Regions from separate parts of the Rattus norvegicus genome. Here region 2 is linked to region 1. Evidence: chromatin contacts called from public Hi-C data. All regions are on one chromosome and are shown on one strand. Each heading gives the region's core, a stretch centred on a gene start, on an enhancer-like site or on the middle of the called end of the contact. The rest is flanking DNA. Distances are from core to core; before and after follow the strand shown.

What was found. Hi-C and Micro-C count contacts between places; a contact is called where the count stands out from the background.
Region 2: a Hi-C map of mammary epithelial cells shows a contact between it and region 1, with 2.6 times the contacts expected there. The contact joins the promoter of Commd1 here to the promoter of LOC102552343 in region 1. A contact is called at or near these places in 3 of 12 Hi-C or Micro-C datasets (kidney and mammary epithelial cells).

The regions. Positions count from the first base shown.
Region 1 is chr14:101,029,744-101,034,807 of GRCr8, forward strand. It overlaps LOC102552343, which reads left to right and starts at 1,305. Exons shown (of 2, transcript XM_039092880.2): 1 at 1,305-4,528. The coding sequence starts at 3,667. The coding sequence ends at 4,353. It overlaps B3gnt2 (UDP-GlcNAc:betaGal beta-1,3-N-acetylglucosaminyltransferase 2), which reads right to left and starts at 4,764. Exons shown (of 3, transcript NM_001107240.1): 1 at 4,560-4,764; 2 at 3,845-4,039.
Region 2 is chr14:101,183,061-101,188,145 of GRCr8, forward strand. Commd1 (copper metabolism domain containing 1) reads right to left here and starts at 2,579. Exons shown (of 3, transcript NM_001115022.1): 1 at 2,251-2,579. The coding sequence starts at 2,427. It overlaps LOC134481877 (a long non-coding RNA gene), which reads right to left. Exons shown (of 2, transcript XR_010057758.1): 2 at 3,272-5,085.

The DNA of each region.
Region 1 (5,064 bases), core at 55-2,554:
ACTTACCCACAGTCACACGGCTAGGGGCAAAACCAGTTTTCAAATCCCACGGGGTTATAAAACACTACATATGCTACAGCTGATTCTGATTAACTGGAAGATAGATAGGTAAAAACCAATTTCTGGGGCTGCAACATCTCCAGTGACATCACCCTTCAAGGTGAGCTCCGTTAGAAAAGGAGCACTGAAGCCTAGAGCAGCAATTCAGGTTCTACTGCTTAACATAAACATACAACTTCACACTATGCCTCATAACTAAAAGGAAAACCTTAGCTCTCCCAGTTCATGCTCCTAACTACCTTGCCTTAGCACAGCTCAGGGAGCCCGCCTATAGTCTTACAACTGATTGCCATGACTAATGAGTCTGTTTTTTAAGGGGAAAGAAAAGAACGTGTAGTAAGCCATATACATTGTAACCACATCAGACTGAAAGCTATAAACAAACCTAGTTTAAAATGTAAGAATGAGGGCTGGAGAGATGGCTCAGTGGTTAAGAGCACTGATTGCTCTTCCCGAGGTCCTGAGTTCAAATCCCAGCAACCACATGGTGGCTCACAACCATCTGTAATGAGATCTGATGCCCTCTTCTGGTGTGTCTGAAGACAGCTACAGTGTACTCATATATAATAAATAAATAAAATATTAAAAAAAGAATTTTAAAAAAATGTAACAATGAAACGTGTCAAGTATCAATTGCTTGACTACTGGGAATTGACCTACTGAATGGGGGTGGGGTGGGGAATTAAACCCTGCAGGAGAGAATGTCTATAGAGACAGAAAAAGTAATTTGAAATAGTTTCTTACATTTACATAGGAAATGTGGACACCTAACAGTGCATAAACATTAAAATGTGCATTATACTTTAATCGGATACAATGTTGGTTCTCAAAGAGTTTGCATTTTGTTAACAGTAATTAAGCCAAGCAAACGAAGCAGGCAGGGAAAGTAAAAAACTCACAGAAGGGGCAACATACAGTTGAAGGAAATAGAAAGCTCAGGAGGAATAGCGTTCCCCAGTGCACAAGGAACAAATCCTCCACTCACAGTAAGCGCCTCATGCTTCTCACTCAGGCTTGGTTCAGTCTGGCAAACTCCCCAGCAGTGGATAATGATGAAATCATTACATCAATTCTCAAAAAGTCTCACCTCACAAGCACACACCTCTTATCCAAACAGTAATTGCCTCTCCAGAGAGGAATATATTCGTCCGACCATTTAAATACGCTCAGCAAGTGCCCACTGCGTCCAGAAGAGGGAAGGAGCCAGAAGTACATGGAGGGAGGGCAAGGTGGGATGGGCTGGGGCTATGCACTGTCTCCTTTACTGATGACTTTACTGGTTGTTAAGAAATAATTACTGCTTTCAAAAGAAGTGGGCCTCATTCAATCCATGCTTTAATCCGTAATCACCTACAAATGTCAGATGACTGATCACAACAATCTTTGACCAATTACAGAAGACCAAAAGACCTCCACGATAATTTCTGAGCTTCAGTAATTTATGTACCACCATTAATGTGTTATAATGGATTGTACTGCCATTGGGCAATGTTTGGATCTTGTTTCCTAGTATAACCCTTAGAAAACATGCTCACGCATTTGAACAAACGATAGGGCAAAGTCAACAGTCAATTACTGGTTCCCCCTTTCCCTTTGGAGCATAACTGTACTATGTTAGAACTAGGGAAATCTAAATTGTTTTAAAATTATTTTTTGGTTTCCAAAACAAGCCCAGGCTGGCCTTTTGAACTCAGCAATCCACCAGCCTCTACCTCCAAGTACTAGGACTAAAGACGTGTGAACCACCATGTCCTACTTTGAATTATTTTTTTCTTAAACAAGTATAATCTTCAAAACCATAAATCATCTCTATGCTCAAGGTCTTAAAAAGCAATGGGTTTGGGGGAAAGCAATTCATAAGCAAATTGTGTTTTTCTCAAAGACTACCTCTTAGGTCTCAAAAATCTGTTATTTCTGTCTGTGAAGCTTGGGTGATTTCAGGTTGGACAAATCGGGCAAATCTGAAGGGTTCCACCGGATCACTGGTTTGGGGCAAGGGTAAGTTGAAGCCAGCGGGAACTTCATTATGATCTCCACATGCACTTAAGCATCTTCATTGTCCCTAAAAACAATCCTTACTGTCCAAGTATCCTGATTCCAAAACTAAACAGGGGGAACAAGGCTCAAGTGGGGAAACCAACTTGTCATTTAACAGCACGTGGCAGAAACAAGATCGGTGAAGGGACTCTTCGGTTTAGCAGAGAACCCGGTATTTCATTACGTTTACCATCTACACAAAAAGACTAAATGAAGAGCAGCAGGCTGAGTCCTGAGGGGGAAAGCAGTATTCCACGTTGAGAAAGGAGTTCCTAGCAGATCTGCTGATAAACACACGGGCAACGCACTGGATTACAGTGCGGAAATTACTCAGACGAGTTCTACGGGGCTCCTGCAATCTTTGATCTTAAAACCTTAAAGAGCTCTAGGACCGGTGTAAAAACTCCCCGGTTCCATCAGCTTTCATAATCTCTGTTCAAAAGAAACAGAAGTTGGACTAGAACAGGCGGGAAGTGACCGGCTTGCCCCTGAGCGGATCCCCTCTCCGGGTGAGCGATCTGAACACCACAGAAGTGCGCTTGGGCTGGGCCCCGGTCCCGCCCTCCTATCTCCACTCAGGCCCAGTGGCCTTCTCATTAACCATTCCATTTTCGTTACCATCCCATCACTTTCCGAGGCACAAATAAATACCCCGGAAGGATCGGTAATAACATGAAGCCCATTTTCACTCACTGGCTTCGAAGCCTGGAAAAGCTATGGCATGCGCAGGGGTGAGGACGGGGGACAAAAGAACAGGTTTAATCGTTCCCAGCTGTCAAGTTGAGAGTGTTGAGGCAACCATCACAGGCAGCCGGGAGCGAAGGCTAGCCACCCTGTATTTGCGGCAGGAGCGAGCCTGGGGCCAACCCGGGTTACAAAACGTGTGCATTACTTTTCAAGATGACCTCGCACGCGCGCGATGACACTAGAGAGGAGTCTCCACTGAGCTTCTTTCCCACCCAAGACCCGGAGCTCAGGGAACCCTAGGCGAGCGCAGTTAACCAGGTGCTAGGTGTTCGGTCCCCAGAAGGATCCCCGACCCGCAGGTGCGCCCACCTGCCAGTCTCGGGGCCAGCTCCCCAGGCTGTCCTGAGTCTGGTTAATCATTCAACACGGGCGGCGTGGAATATTTTTTAGAGGTCAACACGAAAGGTTCTCCCGAAGTTTCACAGAAACCAGTCTTTGGGTACCCGGAGATAACAGTGCCAGCGGATGGGGGTGGAAAGCGACAGCCAGAGGCTCACAAACACCTGATCTGCCCCTGCGGCACCCGAGACCGGCGCAGTGCGCGGGCGGGGCAGCACATCGCCGGCGATGCTCCCCCGCCGCCCAGGCCCGCACCTCAAGCGCGGGGTGCAGCGCGGCTCAGGGTGTCACTGCCCTCTCCCTGTGGGTGCAGGAAGAGCAGAGGCCGAGCAGGTGAGAAGGTCGGGAAGGAGGTGGAGGCCCAGAAACTGGGGAGAAGGTGAGGAGACTGTGAAGGAGGAGAGAAGGACCGGGAGGTGAGGAAGCCGGGCAGGAGGAACGGAGAGACCGTAAGGCGATCCGGGAGGTGAGGAGGCCAGGGAAATGATGTGCGGAGACCAGGGAAGTGAGACTGGGGGCGGCGAGGAGGACCCGATGGAGCGGATGCGCAGACACCGTAGGAGCCACAGAGGAGCGGCCGGGAACGACGGGCGCCCACACCGGCCGGAACTGGCGCGGCGGGGCGGGGACGCAGGGCCGGTGCCCACCCACCCGGCCCTACCTTGTCTAGGGACACCTCCAGCTCGGCGGGGCGGGGCGGGAGACCGCGGCCGCATCCACGTCCCAGCCGCGCGTGCGGCTCAGCCCCGCGACCGCCGCCGCTCTCGCTCCATGCGCAGTGCGCGGACCGGCGGCCCGGCGGGGTCTGGGCGGCTCCGGCTCGCCTCAGCTCCAGCACTTGTTGCCGCGGCGGCCGCTGCGCCTCACTCCCGGCCAGGCTCCGGGCACCGCCGCCGCCTGCCGCGTCCCTTCGGTCCCGCCCCCGCCCGACTCTCCAATCACACGGCGCGCCACTGCGCGCGTCACCGCCGGGACTGCGGGGCTCCCGCCCCTTGGGCCAAGTTTGGGAAAGGCCGAACTCGAACCCTCCCGCCAGTTGGCGCCCAGGTCCCGCTGGGATGGTGCCCCGGGCCCTTTCCGAGCTCTCCGCCCCTCATTGCGCCAAGAAAACCAAAGTTACACTGGGGCGCGCGGTCTCCAAAGACTACCCCCCCGCGCCCCAGGAAGTAACCTCCCCCAGAAAAACAGAAGAGACCGAGTCCCAAACCTTGCTGAGATCCAGGGACTAGTCCAAACTCTTCAGCTACCAGGGCGTGGCGCTCAGTGAGAATTTTTCTGCCAGCGCCGGCGTGTGGCTAAGCCTATACGGCTCCGCGTGGTTGGTGAGAGGAATCCACCATGGGAGGTGAGGAGAGGGAAACCCAAGTGCACCTGACCTTTGCTCTCAGCATACACAATACCGGCAACCACCTAGATACCTGTTTGGCTTCTTCGGATCTTCAGGTTGTGAAGTCATCAGAGACATGATGAGGTTTCCACGTGGTTTCACTAATGTCCCAGAAAGCCAAGAATGCAAGATGCGGGAGGCGCTGGGTGCGGAGTTCGCACCGCGACTTCAGGAGTTGGGCTTAGCAAGGAATCTGAACGCTGACCCCCGAGGATGATGTTGGACTGGGCACCAACCACACCCAACCGCGGAGCACCCGGGACCCGGCACGCTCCGCACCTAACCCAGCGCCTCCGCAGGCTCCCCAGAGCGCTACATGCCAAGGTGAGGCCCCGAGAAAAGCCGGCGAGACCGGATGGAGAAGTTGCTCTAGTTTGTAGGTCTGGGTGAGCCGGCCTAGTCAAACTCCGTCATCGCCGAACCTGGAGCCCGGTCTCCCCGAACCCCGGGCGCACTTGGCAGCTTCCTCTCCCCTTCATCCTTATCGCTGAGGC
Region 2 (5,085 bases), core at 1,329-3,828, 150 kb after region 1:
GTAATAAAATAAAAGCGTAAGGATTTTTGGTAGCATGTTAAAATTTAACAGGAACTTTAAATAGTGTGGTTTTAGGCTATTTAGGTAGCTTAAACTACACAGTGAAACACTGTCTCGAAAAACAAAAAAATAGACATCTTAAAATTTGCCTTCCCATCTGTGTGCATTTGGGTGAAAGAGGTCAACGTCAAGTATCTTCCCCAGTGTCACTCCCATTTGTGTGTAAATGTGTGTGTGGAGGCGAGAAGCTGATTTCGGGGATCCTGCTTTATCACTCTCCAAGCTTTTTCTTTATGAACAAACGTGACTGTGTAGGACAGGGCGTAAGTTCCCACAATCCATTTACCTTCAACCATGTGGTTTCCAGGAGCTTCACGTAGATTGTCAGGCGGACAGCAAGTGCCTTCACCTGCTAAGCTATCTCCCTGACCCACCACCCTATTTTTAAATTCTAGCCCAAGGCCTCACGGAGCCCAGCGCTCACTGATTGGCTAGGCTGGCCGCCTGGTCAGTGAAGTCTGGGCATCTGCCTTTCTCCACCTCACAAGAGCTGGGTTGGTTACAAACATGCCTGGGGGATAGGGTCCAACTCAGGCATTTTACCCAGTGAGTCCCCGCCCTAGTCCATCCACTTCATCTTTCAAAGAGGTATTGACTTTTATGTGTATGACGGTTCTGCCTGCACATATATGTGCACTGCATGAGTAGCTGGTGCCTGTGAAGACCACAAGGTGCTAGATCTAGATTCGAGTGACAGACTGAAGTAAGCTGCACATAGGTCTAAATCAGAATTAGCAGAGTGGTCACTAGCCACATGTGACCACTTTAACCACTTGAAACGTGGCTAGTTGCAATTAAAATATTTTAAATGTAAGATTCACATCGTACTTTAAAGATTTTGTGAAGGAGCTGGAGAGATGGCTCAGCAGTTAAGTGCACTGGCTGCTCTTTCAGAGGACCCAGGTTCAATTCCCAGCATTTCCCATGGCAACTCCAGCATCACAAGTTCCAACACCTTCACAAAGATACACATGCAGGCAAAATGTCAATGCACATAAAATAAAAATAAAGACTTTATGAAAACAATACATTGTATAGTAATTACATAAATGATACATAATGCCTTGAATACACTTTAATTATAACATCTTACCAAAAAAAAAAAAAAAAAATCACAGGAACCAGCTGGGCAGATAGCTCAATTAGGGCCTGGTCTGATTCTCCAGCACCCATGGAAAGGAAGCACTAGCAGAGCAAATACAACCAGATCTCTGGAGTTCCTGGCTGGTCTAGGGGTGTGTGTGTGTGTGTGTGTGTGTGTGTGTGTGTGTGTGTGTGTGTGCGCGCATGTACGTACAGCAGGGGGTGGTGGTAAATGTTTGTAATTCTAGCATTTGGGAAGTGGAAGAAGGAACACACAGTTCAAGGCCAGTCTGGGCTACAAAAGATACTATCTCAAAACCCGGGTGGGGTTGAGGGGACTAGAGAGATGGCTTAGAGGTTAAGAGCAAGTAATAAAACTCTTGCAGAGGATCTGGGTTTCCAGCACCCTCGTGGTGGCCTATAACGGTTCCAACCACCAGTGCACATGCAGGCACCACACCCATACATGTAAAATAAAGACAAATCTCTAGTTAATTTCACCTCTTCTGTTTCCCTCGAATAGTTTTCATGAGACAGTCTGATGTATACCTCATTCCCTTTGGCAAATATCCTCTTAACCACAGAGTCGACTGCTTTAATGGTGTTTACTCCAGTTAATCAATCCTTTATCTCACCAACGACCTCATTCTAACGCTTCCCAACTTCCACAACCCAGGTAAGCTGGCAAGCATGCCCTCGCTCTCTTTAAACAAGGATAACACCACATTGCCCTGGCTTGCCTGGTTGTCGTGGAACTCGCTAAGTACAACAGGCTGTTCTTGAACTCACAAAGCTCTCTGCCCGCCTCTGCCTCCCCAGCGCTGAGATTAAAGCCGTGCACCATTGCGGTCTCGGTGCAACCCATCAAAGTCCGGGACGAAGAAAACTCGAAACTTATCTATACTACAGACACAGAGAAGTCTTGAGGGGGTAAAAAGTCAAGGTTTTCACCGGTATGTGTCTCTAAAACAAAGGGCGCAACAGAGCTAGCTCCATGGCTCTGGAGAAGGGCGGAGAAGCTAAAGACCAGCTACCCAGCAGCACCCCAGGCTGGGGGCGGGTCTGAGGCTGCGTGGAGGGCAGGGTTACTCGGCGGAACAACTCTACCTTGAGAATTCCCCTCATCTTCGCCAGGAAGGGGCGGAATTCCTCCAGTGGCACTTCCGGGTAGAGTTGGCTGTGCAGCAGCTCCTCAGTGATACCCGAGTGTCCGTGAAAAGTGTTCTGTGCCAGGCCGCTCAGCAGCCCGCTCAGGGACTTGCAGCTCTCCAGCTCGCCCGCCATGGCTAGGGAGGGCCTGCCGCCCAGCGGCTGAGCTCCGGTCCGCTACGGGGGCCGAGAAGGGCCGTAAAAGCTGGCAAAGGCACCCACGGAACACGATGCCCGGTTCCTCCGCTAGTCGATATAAACATCCACTACTTCCACCACAGCCAATCCACTCAGTTTCCTTTAGGGTCACTATGCTGTTTCCCTTTTCACTCAAAGGAAAGATGGATGCGCACTAAGCTTGCTGGAGAAACCTAGCTGTTACACCGTGAGAACACCACTTTAACTCTTCGATGGCTGTATCTCATTCTACAGCTTGCGATTAAATGAACAGTGCCTACCACTCATTTCGAAGCTCTTAAATCCTCCCCAACCCCTAAATGTAGCTACCTCCTGAGGACATGATTCCTTTGTCTGCGTTAATTTCTTTTTGTATACTGGTATGTTGTCTTTCTAGCATTATCAGTATGGTCCACTTTCTATAACCAATATTTTTCAATGCCTTCTTTTCATTCTTGAATTGGAATCGCATTAGTAAATACCTACCTATGTAATTACAAAAAAATACCCTTACTTATACTCACCTATAAGCGTGTAGCATGATACTAGAATATAGGTGGTGAACCTTTAAAGTGTGCTAAATGAGGGCTGAACGGATTCAGAGGTTAAAAAATGCATACGGCTCTTGTAGAGTTCCCAGCACTCACTTTAGGCGACTTATAACCTCCTGTAACCCCAACCTCAGAAATTTAGAGCTTTAAGCAGCAATGTACTCATGTGCACACACACACACACACACACACACACAATTAAAAATAAACCTTCAAAGAACCACACGAAATGAATGAAGCCAGACATGAAAGACAATTGGATGATCTTATTTATATGCAATATCTAAACTAAGCAAATCCATACAAAAATTCATTTGCCAAGGACTGAAGGAGGGAAGAATGGGAAATGACTGAATGGGTACAAGATCTTTTTTCAGATGATGAAAATGCCAGTGAGTAGCCACTGGTAATAATTACACGGCTGGCTTTGTCCTGTATCCATTTATGTGTACGATAAAAGACAGTTTCACAATATGTAAATTAGCTCCCAATTTAAAATTTAATATAAGCTAATTGTAATCTACAATTAAAAAATAGCACACTGGGCTTTAATCCCTAGACTTGGAGTCAGGGGCAGGAGGCTCTCTGGGTTTGAGACCAGCTAGGACCACACAGAGAAACCTTGCCTCGAAAGACAAAAAAATTAAAATAAAAGGACATAGAATAATACATTATGAACTCCGGTTGCATTCAAGCACAATTATGTAGCCTGGTGAGCAGACAACATGTGAAGTAACCAAACGCCTGCATCTTATTTTGAAGGGAATATGTTTGGAACCGTGACTTCTACAAAAGACATGGATCTGAGGGTCAGGGAGAGGTTGTTGTGTACAGCTAGCTGTATCAGCAAGCCAAGCTATCTGTGAAGTCCTGTTTATGCCCTCCAAATATCACATGTCCTCCACGTGTCTTGCCTCAACCATCCCACTGACTTTCCAAAGGACCCTTAAGTTTTTATTTTCTGCAGTTGTGTTTTGAGAGGATGAGAGGCAGAGCTCCGTGTGTTCTAGGCAGGTGCTCTACCACTTAGCAAGATCTCCAGCACCAGAGAATTTGCTTTAATTTTTAAATATCCATATGAAAGACCAAATACTCACTTTGTGGATAACTTATACTGTGTTGAGGACTTAAGAGTATACAAACAATGGCTCAGTTTTTTAATTATGTCTAAAATGTCAATATAAAACTTATTGAGCCAGGTATGGTAACATATGCCTTTATTCAGGATGTAGAGACAGGTAGTTGTAAGTTAGAAGACAGGCTGGGCTACATAGGGAACTCCAGACCAGGCAGGGTTTTATTATATGCTGGCCTCTACATGCTCGCACTCTGTAGGTACATGAGTCTCAAAAACAAACAAGCATCTCGGGAAAATGAGATAACAAAGTCTGGGGGAGCCAGATGTGCCTCGGCCATGCAGACAGCACAGAGGTCACCAGGCTACTAACCACATCCATTCCCAGCCTTCTGAGCAGAAACATGTTATACATCTCTTTCCTTGTGTTTTACATTCCTGCTTTTCCTGGTACTTACCTGTGAGCACGAGGACCTCTTTGCCTCCAACACAATTGATTGGGAGGTAGAGTTCTATATCCCAGACTTCAAAATGCTAGCTGTGTCTGACAAGCCAGCTCAGTCAGTCAACAGGGTTTCCAGGGAGGGAGCCGACAACACTAACATGACCCCAGTCTGCTTTTATATCATTCTAGGTGCATACATAGAATAGGGTCAGTCCTAAGGCATAAACAAAGCAGTCAAGGGACAAACAAGGCATAAACAAAGATCCCATGATTACTGCATTCAGGATTCCACTTTATATGAGTACACTGTAGCTGTCTTCAGACACACCAGAAGAGGGCATCAGATCTCATTACAGATGGTTGTGAGCCACCATGTGGTTGCTGGGAATTGAACTCAGGACCTCTGGAGGAGCAGTCTTTTTTTTTTGGTTCTTTTTTTTTTTTTTTTTTCGGAGCTGGGGACCGAACCCAGGGCCTTGTGCTTGCTAGGCAAGCGCTCTACCACTGAGCCAAATCCCCAACCCCTGGAGGAGCAGTCTTAACCA